Linked DNA regions of Mus musculus: all the other regions are linked to region 1. The links are chromatin contacts, called in public promoter capture Hi-C maps. All regions are on one chromosome and are shown on one strand. The core of a region is the stretch at or near the end of the contact, and the rest is flanking DNA. Distances in the headings are between cores, read along the strand shown. Region 1 holds the start of Olfr750 (olfactory receptor 750). Region 2 holds the start of Olfr1509 (olfactory receptor 1509). Region 3 holds the start of Supt16 (SPT16, facilitates chromatin remodeling subunit).

Region 1 (2,506 bases), core at 4-2,503:
GAGAGCAGAGGTAAAACTGTAGTCCTGACCTGCGCAGTGCGATTTCTGTAGATGCTGGAGGGAGAAGTGCCAGCGATGAGCCCCTAAGGCGGATAACCACAAAGCTCCTGTATCCTAGACGAAAGGGGCACGTGCTTCCCACTCCCGCATCTGAGATCCAGAGGTGAGAAGGGGGACCAGAGTAGAGAGTCAGGAGTCTAACATCTGCTGGGAATGGGACCGTTGTCCTAAAATGTCACTGCAAGAATGGGGTGTGTTCGGAACAATTTAGCTAGAGAAAAATCAACGCTCTGAAAATCAACCTTGATGTTTTGCTACTGAGAGTCTTTAGTTTTTTCTTTTCTTTAGTTTGTGTTTTCTGTTATCTTTTAGTGGAGACTTTTAGAGACAGCACTTTACAATACCATCAATTCAACCTTTTTTTTTTTTTTTAAGTTTGTGGGACTGGAATGGCTTGAATCTACTTCATTTCCAGTTTAATTAATTATAACAGTGATTTGCAATTCTGTTTCTGACAGCCTGTTTTTGAAAAGGCTTCAGATTCTGTCTCAGAAGGGAAAATGTCACAAATTGAAAAAAGGCCTCATGGGCTGATATTAATGTTAGCCGGGGCACTTAGCTTGAATGCAACCGAGTAAGTGAATGGATCAATATGGCTTCTTGCTATAGTCAGCCTCCTTTATGTGTACTACACTTACTTCAGAAATGCAAGTAGTTTGTGTCAATCTGAGTTTAGTTAGGTTCTTGGTTTATTGTGAAAATTCTCCATAAAAGGGGAGAATTGGTGTATCAAATACCCTGGTCTCTGCAGCTAATTGTTTAACTGGGTAACTGAAACCCAAGCAAGGACCCCATCTCTTGATCCGCTTCCAAACGTGGGGCAAGCCAAGCCTGGGCTTTGACTTTCGTCCTGATTTTCTCTGCCAGTTCGTTAGGTTGACACAGGAAACTTTTGAATCCTTTGTCCTGTTATTTCTCTTGCTCCTTACCAAAGTTTGTAATTGAAAAGCAGAGCGTAGGAGACCGGGGTGTGTGTAAACAGCAAGAATTCTAAAGCAGGAAATCAGCCGGAGCTCTGTTTCTTCACAAAATCTCATTCTCGTATTTTCACCCAACTCTGATGTTCAGAGATACTTTCCCCATCATAATGAAGAGCCATCAGTCGAGATTTGAGAACAAGATCGTTGAAGATATAGACTCCGGACGCTTTCCTAAGACGTGGCTACCCTTTAGGGGAAATTTCTCTGAGTTTCAGGATGGGTGATAGAACGTCGTTTCATCTTTACAGCTGGGAAAGATAATAATGGCTCCACGTGCGAACCAGAGTGTCGGCACTACGGAGTTTGTCCTGGCAGGCTTCCCGAATCTCAACAGCACAGGAGCGGAAGTGTTCTCCGTGTTCCTTTTCGTTTACCTGTTGACTCTAACAGGCAACACGTTGATTGTTGTCTTGGTGGGGGCGGATCACCGCCTGCAGACACCCATGTATTTCTTCCTGGCTAACTTGTCCTGCCTCGAGATTCTGATCACTTCTGTCATCATTCCGAAGATGCTGAGCAATTTCCTCTCGAGACGGCACACCATTTCCTTTGCTGCCTGTATCACTCAGTTTTACTTTTACTTCTTTCTGGGGGCCTCTGAGTTCCTACTGTTGGCCGTCATGTCTGTGGATCGCTACCTGGCCATCTGCCGTCCTCTGCATTACCCCTTGCTAATGAATGGAGCCGTGTGCTTTCGGGTGGCCTTGGCCTGCTGGATGGGGGGACTCCTCCCTGTGCTTGGCCCCACAGTGGCTGTGGCCTTGCTTCCTTTCTGCAAACAGGGTGCTGTGGTTCAGCACTTCTTCTGTGACAGTGGACCCTTGCTTCACCTGGCATGTACCAACACCACGAGACTGGAGGAGGCTGACTTTGTCCTGGCCTTTCTTGTCATCATGTCCTCGCTCACCATTACTGGTGCGTCCTATGGCCACATAGTCCTGGCGGTCCTGCGCATCCCCTCTGCTTCCGGTCGGCAGAAGGCTTTCTCCACCTGTACTTCTCACTTGATGGTGGTAACCCTCTTCTATGGAAGTGCCATTTTCCTCTACGTAAGGCCATCCCAGAGCGGCTCTGTGGATACTAACTGGTCTGTAACCGTGATAACAACATTTGTGACCCCTCTGCTGAATCCTTTTATCTATGCCTTGCGCAACGATCAAGTCAAGGAAGCTTTGAAAGAGATGTTCAGGAAGGTAGTCGCCAAGCTGTTAGAACAGTCTTTACTTGGGGATAGTTTGAGAAAGAAGACAGCCAGTTGAAAGCGTGGGGACTCAGTCTCAGGTCCACACATCTCCATTGCCAGCTTTTCCTTCATCATGAGAGGAGCCAGGACGAGCTTCAAGGAGAACAAGCCTACATTTCTCTTTCAAGCAAAATGAATTAACTCTATATTATGCGTCGTAATAACAACTCACACTATTTTCAATATCTTATTTTATTAATTATGTGCCTATGTGGGGAATATG
Region 2 (2,506 bases), core at 4-2,503, 1.4 Mb before region 1:
AACATTATACACCTAGAATTCAAAATGGAATTATAAAATTTGCAAAGTAGAACAGCCAAAACTCTTTGAGGCTTGGACGTAGACAGATTCCAGTGTGAAAGGATCAACCATGAAAATAAAAAGTCATAATTAATTTAGTCAAAATGTTTAACTTTTCACCTTCTGAGTATTTTATTAAGAAAATGTATTTTCGGAGCTGGAGAAATGGCTCAGCGTTTAAGAGCACTTGTTACTTCCACATTCAGGATGTGGTCACAACCGTGACTGTTATCACAACATCACACAAGCACACACACACATGATTTCATGAGCAAATTCGTCTCTGCCTGAGATGCTTCATGGCAGTTTTCACTTCCTCATTCCTCAAAGTGTAAATGAGAGGATTCAACAAAGGGGTGACCACTGTGTAGAAAACCGATACCACCTTGTCGATGGAGAAGCTGCTATCTGGCCGAGTGTAGAGGAAGATACATGGCCCAAAGAACAGGGCGACCACCATGAAGTGGGCTGAGCAGGTGGACAGGGCTTTCCGACGACCTTCTGCAGACTGTTTTCGAAGAGAAAACAGGATGACTGTGTAAGAAGTGACCAAGGCTAGAAAACATACGAGGGAGATGGTTCCACTATTGGACACGATCAGAATCCCTGTAAGGTATGTATCTGTGCAGGCCAGCTTGATGACAGGAGGTACGTCACAGAAGTAGCTATCGATAATGTTTGGGCCACAGTAGGGTAGACGAATAGTCAAGAAGGTCTGCACAAGTGAATGAATAGTGCCCCCCAGCCAGAGTGCAAAGACAAGCTGTACACAGACCTTCATGTTCATCACATTGGAGTAATGCAATGGGATGCAGATAGCCACATAACGATCATACGCCATAATCGTCAGCAGAAAGATCTCAGAACAAGCAAAGAGATGTAGGAAGAAGAGCTGTGCAATGCAATTGTCAAAGGAAATGGTCTTCCTCTCTAAAAGCAAACCCTCAAGCATCTTGGGCACGGTGACAGATGAGTGGCAGATGTCAATGAAGGACAGATTGCTCAGAAAGAAGTACATGGGATTGTGGAGACGTGGCGTGAAGACTATGGTAACAACAATGAGGAAGTTCCCCAAAAGTGTTAACATATAAGTGACTGTAAATGGTACGAAAAACAGAATCTCCAACACCCAGTTGTCAGTGAGGCCCAGGAAGATAAATTCAGTCACTCTTGTTTGATTTAGAGCTCCCATCTAATGAGCGTTCCGGAGGATCTGGGGATGGGGGTTAAATTTTAAATTATCCTGAGTAATACAGAGATGAAGTCATTGAAATGACTGTTTTTCTTTGAGGCTTGGCATGAATATGTAAGTTATTTTAAATCCTTGCCCCTTTTTTTAACCTGGTTCTTTTCATTTCAGAATAATCCACAAAGAATAGTATCAGACTTGTGCCAAAATCATAAAGCTCCAAGGAAGACCACTCATTATTTGACTTCTGTTATTAAGATAATCTTTAAAACTTTAACAGTATTTTGTTTTGTCCAGTGTGGGGTCATTTTACATTTATTAAAATACTATTCATTTCTTACTTTGTTTTTGTATTACCTCAAAGTACTGACTTTAGAAAAACTATCCTGATTCAATAAAAGTTTGCTTCTCTTTCATAATTATTTTATGGTACTTAACTATAAAAGAAAGTAGGAGATTTAGTTTTGATTTCCATAAGCTAAGCTGTTCTTTAAAAGTACAGAAGAAACAGAAAGACTTTAAACGCCAGAACACCAGGAAAACTGGCTGTGAGATACTATTTCCTAGGAATGACAGAGAAGTTTTGCCAATGATACACCAATATGGCTGCCTAAACAACACCTGAACAAGTACAATACCAGTAGATTCAGTAACATGAAAGGAGACAACCTCATGAGGCCGCAGTTGTAAACAAAGAACTACAGGCAACTAAGAAATACTGAGAGTGGAAGAGATAGTATTCCCCTATTTGGTTATCCAACACAAAGTGACGAGCCCTGAAATTATATATACACAGTAACACTAAACACTACAGACTGAGCAAGTTGTATTTACATATTTATATATTTGTACATTAATGTTTAAATATTATATGTATACATATATATCTTAATAAAAAGAGGCCATGATTTAGGAAGGAGCAAGGGAGGGTATATGGTAAGGTTTAGATGGAGGGAAAGGAAGGAGGAAATAATATAATTAAATTCTAATTGTAAAAAGTATTTTTTCAAAAAGTAATAACCACAGATGACTTACCTCTTGCAGCACTTGGCAAGTGCCTTGTACTTTGTAGGTTGGCAGAAAAAAACTCTTATTTGCAGTAAACTAACTTCTTAGGTATTGTGAGTCTAATCACGCCCTCTCAATTGAACTAATAAACCACAAACTATGATTCTTTCAGTTCTGTAATGTAACTTTTCTGCCAGGAAAATTATATACTATCGCATTGTTCCTATTGTTCATGATGCCTGGGTGACCATAAACTATAAGAGTTTTAAA
Region 3 (2,506 bases), core at 5-2,504, 1.1 Mb before region 1:
CAAGACTTCAGGAGGTGAAAAGAAAAAGAAAAAAACAAAAAACAAAAAAAAACAAAAAACTTGTACCCAATTGCTCCCAATTTTGAGAGGATTGGGTGGGCAGGGGAACTCCTAAAAAAAAAAAATAATAAATGACCACTTCCTCGTTTCTGGGGAAGCAAAGGAGCTTAGAGCAGCTGGTGTGCTCACCCCTCCCCAGACGCCTCCATTAACCACAGACTATGTAGCGCTGGCCCTAGCCTCTGGCAGAGCCTGTTCCTGGCCAAACTGTGGCTACAGCTGGAGGGTCAGGAACTGTTACCTTCCTTCCCCTTGGCATTAATAAATTTAAGTTAATCCTTTTCCATTCTTCCTATGTTCTGTTTCCTTAAACACAATATAAGTACTGTTTTTTGCTGCGTAATTTAAACACCATTCTCCTACAGTTCAATACTGTTGCAACTAATAGAAAAGCCATTTGTAGTCCTCAATAGGCATATATAATGGCGGGTTATCCCGTTTGTTAAAGCCAAGGAAATGATACAAGATAAAGAGGTAAAATATTTTGAATTGTACTTCACATTCTTAAACGAGGATTAATTTCAAGAGCCATATTTTTTTTTTCAATTAGTCAGGATAACTATTCTTGGGGAAAGCCAGAGAATAATGTGGCTTTTCATGAAATACAGCAAAAGTACACGCTGACAAAAAGGGTGCCTTCACAACTTGGGTCTTCGCGAGGCTGGAAAGAACTACAAAGTTTAGGAGCCACTCCGAGCCATTTGTTTCCTTCCACCCTACCGGCCCATCTCTTAAAGGAAAACAGAACCTTTCCTTCCTACTCTGCTGCCCACCGCGCAGCTTATTCGCGAAGGTGGGCTCCGTCCCTCTGGGGTGCAGTGTTTGGTTGAGAGTGCCTTCCCCGGGGCGGTCACTGGCCTGCCCTGGGGCAGAGGACTCACTCCTGCGCCTGGCTGCACGCGGGTCCCGCTCTTTCTGCTCCCCTCCCTCTGCCCGCCGCCCAGAGCGCCCGGAGCTCGGAAAGTGGGCGGGTCACGTGACGGGAGCCTCTGGCGCCGGAGAGAGCTTCCAGAGCCCGCGAGCCCGCGCTGCACCTCGGTCTGTTGACTTCACTTTTGCGTCCTCGGTTGCCCTTCCTCCCGCCACCCTACGGAACGAGCGGTGGGTTTGGTTTTTTCGCTTTTTAAATCTTCGACGCTCTAGGGACCCGGAAGCGGAAGGGGATACCGGGCGGTCGGTACTTCCGGGTCACAGAGAGTGCGGGATTCCGGGCCGAGCGCGGGTGGCGGAGCTGGGACCTCGCGTGATTCTCGGAGCCCGACGGGAAGCGGCGTCCAGGGCAATGGCTGTGACTCTGGACAAAGACGCGTACTACCGGCGAGTGAAGAGATTGTACAGTAACTGGCGGGTAAGGAGCCCCGCGCCCCCGGGAGCCCCACATCCCATAATAGCCTGCTTCCCGGCGCCCTTTTCCCCCTCAGCCAGAAACCTCCGGCTCCGCCGCGCTCCCGCCTGCCCCGGCAGCGTCCGGCTCGCCGCGCCGTGCTGCGCCTGCGGGGTCCGCACGCGCCTGGCCCGCCCCGCGGCCACAGCGGCCCGCCCAGGTCCCGCCACAATTACCGTTTGCGGGAAAGGGGCGCGAAAGCTGTGCCCGGAGCTCTTGGCGCTCCCCGCTCCCCGGCCTCTGCTGGAGTTGAGAAATGCTGCTCCCGCGCCCCGCTGCTTCTCCTTAGGCCCTGCGTGGGTCACAGACCCAGCGCTGGGAACCTGCGGGCTCTCCTAAGAATTAATTGATGGGACGCCTCAAAGCCGGTTTCCCATGTCGGCAGCATACCGGGGGCACGTGTTGAGGAAAACGCTGTGGAAGTTCCAGGGCTTCTCCAAAGATTGGGCAGTTTCCCTGTTTTATAATCATAATTTCAAACTTACTTTTTTGCTAGTTAACTTGTTAACTTCACAAGTGTTTGATTGATTTCATACTGTCTGAACGGTCTATCGTCTGGGCTCTGAACCTTGTGAGTGAGGGGAAATAGAACTGATAAAAAAGAAAGCCGAAAATGCTCTGAAAAAATACCAACTCCGGTTTCAGCTTTGTAAACTATCTTATACTGATTGGTCCTCTCCATTCTTGGCTCCTGCATGTAATCCCATGATTTCTGAGGCTGAGGCAGGAAAATGACTAGTTTCAAGCCTGCCTGTGCTTCATAGTGAGACTGTATCAATCGGCTCGTCATTTAGTAAATAAAATTGAACCTTTACTGAAGTCGGTTGTTTTTCCTGCCTCATCAGAAAAAAGCCTATGTATCTTTTAAGCAAGATGCATTGCGTGCTGAAAATAATATAGGGTTTTTCACTTTATTGGCTAATTTTTTTTAGATGACTTAGTGGTCTCTATCACAAAATTATATTGTTTGGTCCTGAGGATTGGCCCTACCACCACCTCTGTGTTTTACCATTAAGCTATATCCCTATCCAGGGAATATTTACTGTCACTGTGTTATGATGT

What was found. Promoter capture Hi-C pulls out the DNA fragments that hold promoters and counts their contacts.
Region 2: a contact with region 1 is called in a promoter capture Hi-C map of pre-B cells. The contact joins the promoter of Olfr1509 here to the promoter of Olfr750 in region 1. A contact is called at or near these places in 3 of 39 promoter capture datasets (the 3T3-L1 cell line, cranial neural crest and pre-B cells).
Region 3: a promoter capture Hi-C map of pre-B cells shows a contact between it and region 1, with 2.4 times the contacts expected there. The contact joins the promoter of Supt16 here to the promoter of Olfr750 in region 1. A contact is called at or near these places in 5 of 39 promoter capture datasets (cranial neural crest, erythroid cells, liver and 2 more).

The regions. Positions count from the first base shown.
Region 1 is chr14:51,070,189-51,072,694 of GRCm38.p6, reverse strand. It overlaps Olfr750 (olfactory receptor 750), which reads left to right and starts at 1,253. Exons shown (of 1, transcript NM_207558.2): 1 at 1,253-2,384. The coding sequence starts at 1,304. The coding sequence ends at 2,299.
Region 2 is chr14:52,449,140-52,451,645 of GRCm38.p6, reverse strand. It overlaps Olfr1509 (olfactory receptor 1509), which reads right to left and starts at 1,253. Exons shown (of 1, transcript NM_020514.2): 1 at 244-1,253. The coding sequence starts at 1,231. The coding sequence ends at 305. It also overlaps Tcra.
Region 3 is chr14:52,195,987-52,198,492 of GRCm38.p6, reverse strand. It overlaps Supt16 (SPT16, facilitates chromatin remodeling subunit), which reads left to right and starts at 1,254. Exons shown (of 26, transcript NM_033618.3): 1 at 1,254-1,408. The coding sequence starts at 1,343. It overlaps Chd8 (chromodomain helicase DNA binding protein 8), which reads left to right. Exons shown (of 38, transcript NM_201637.3): 38 at 1-342.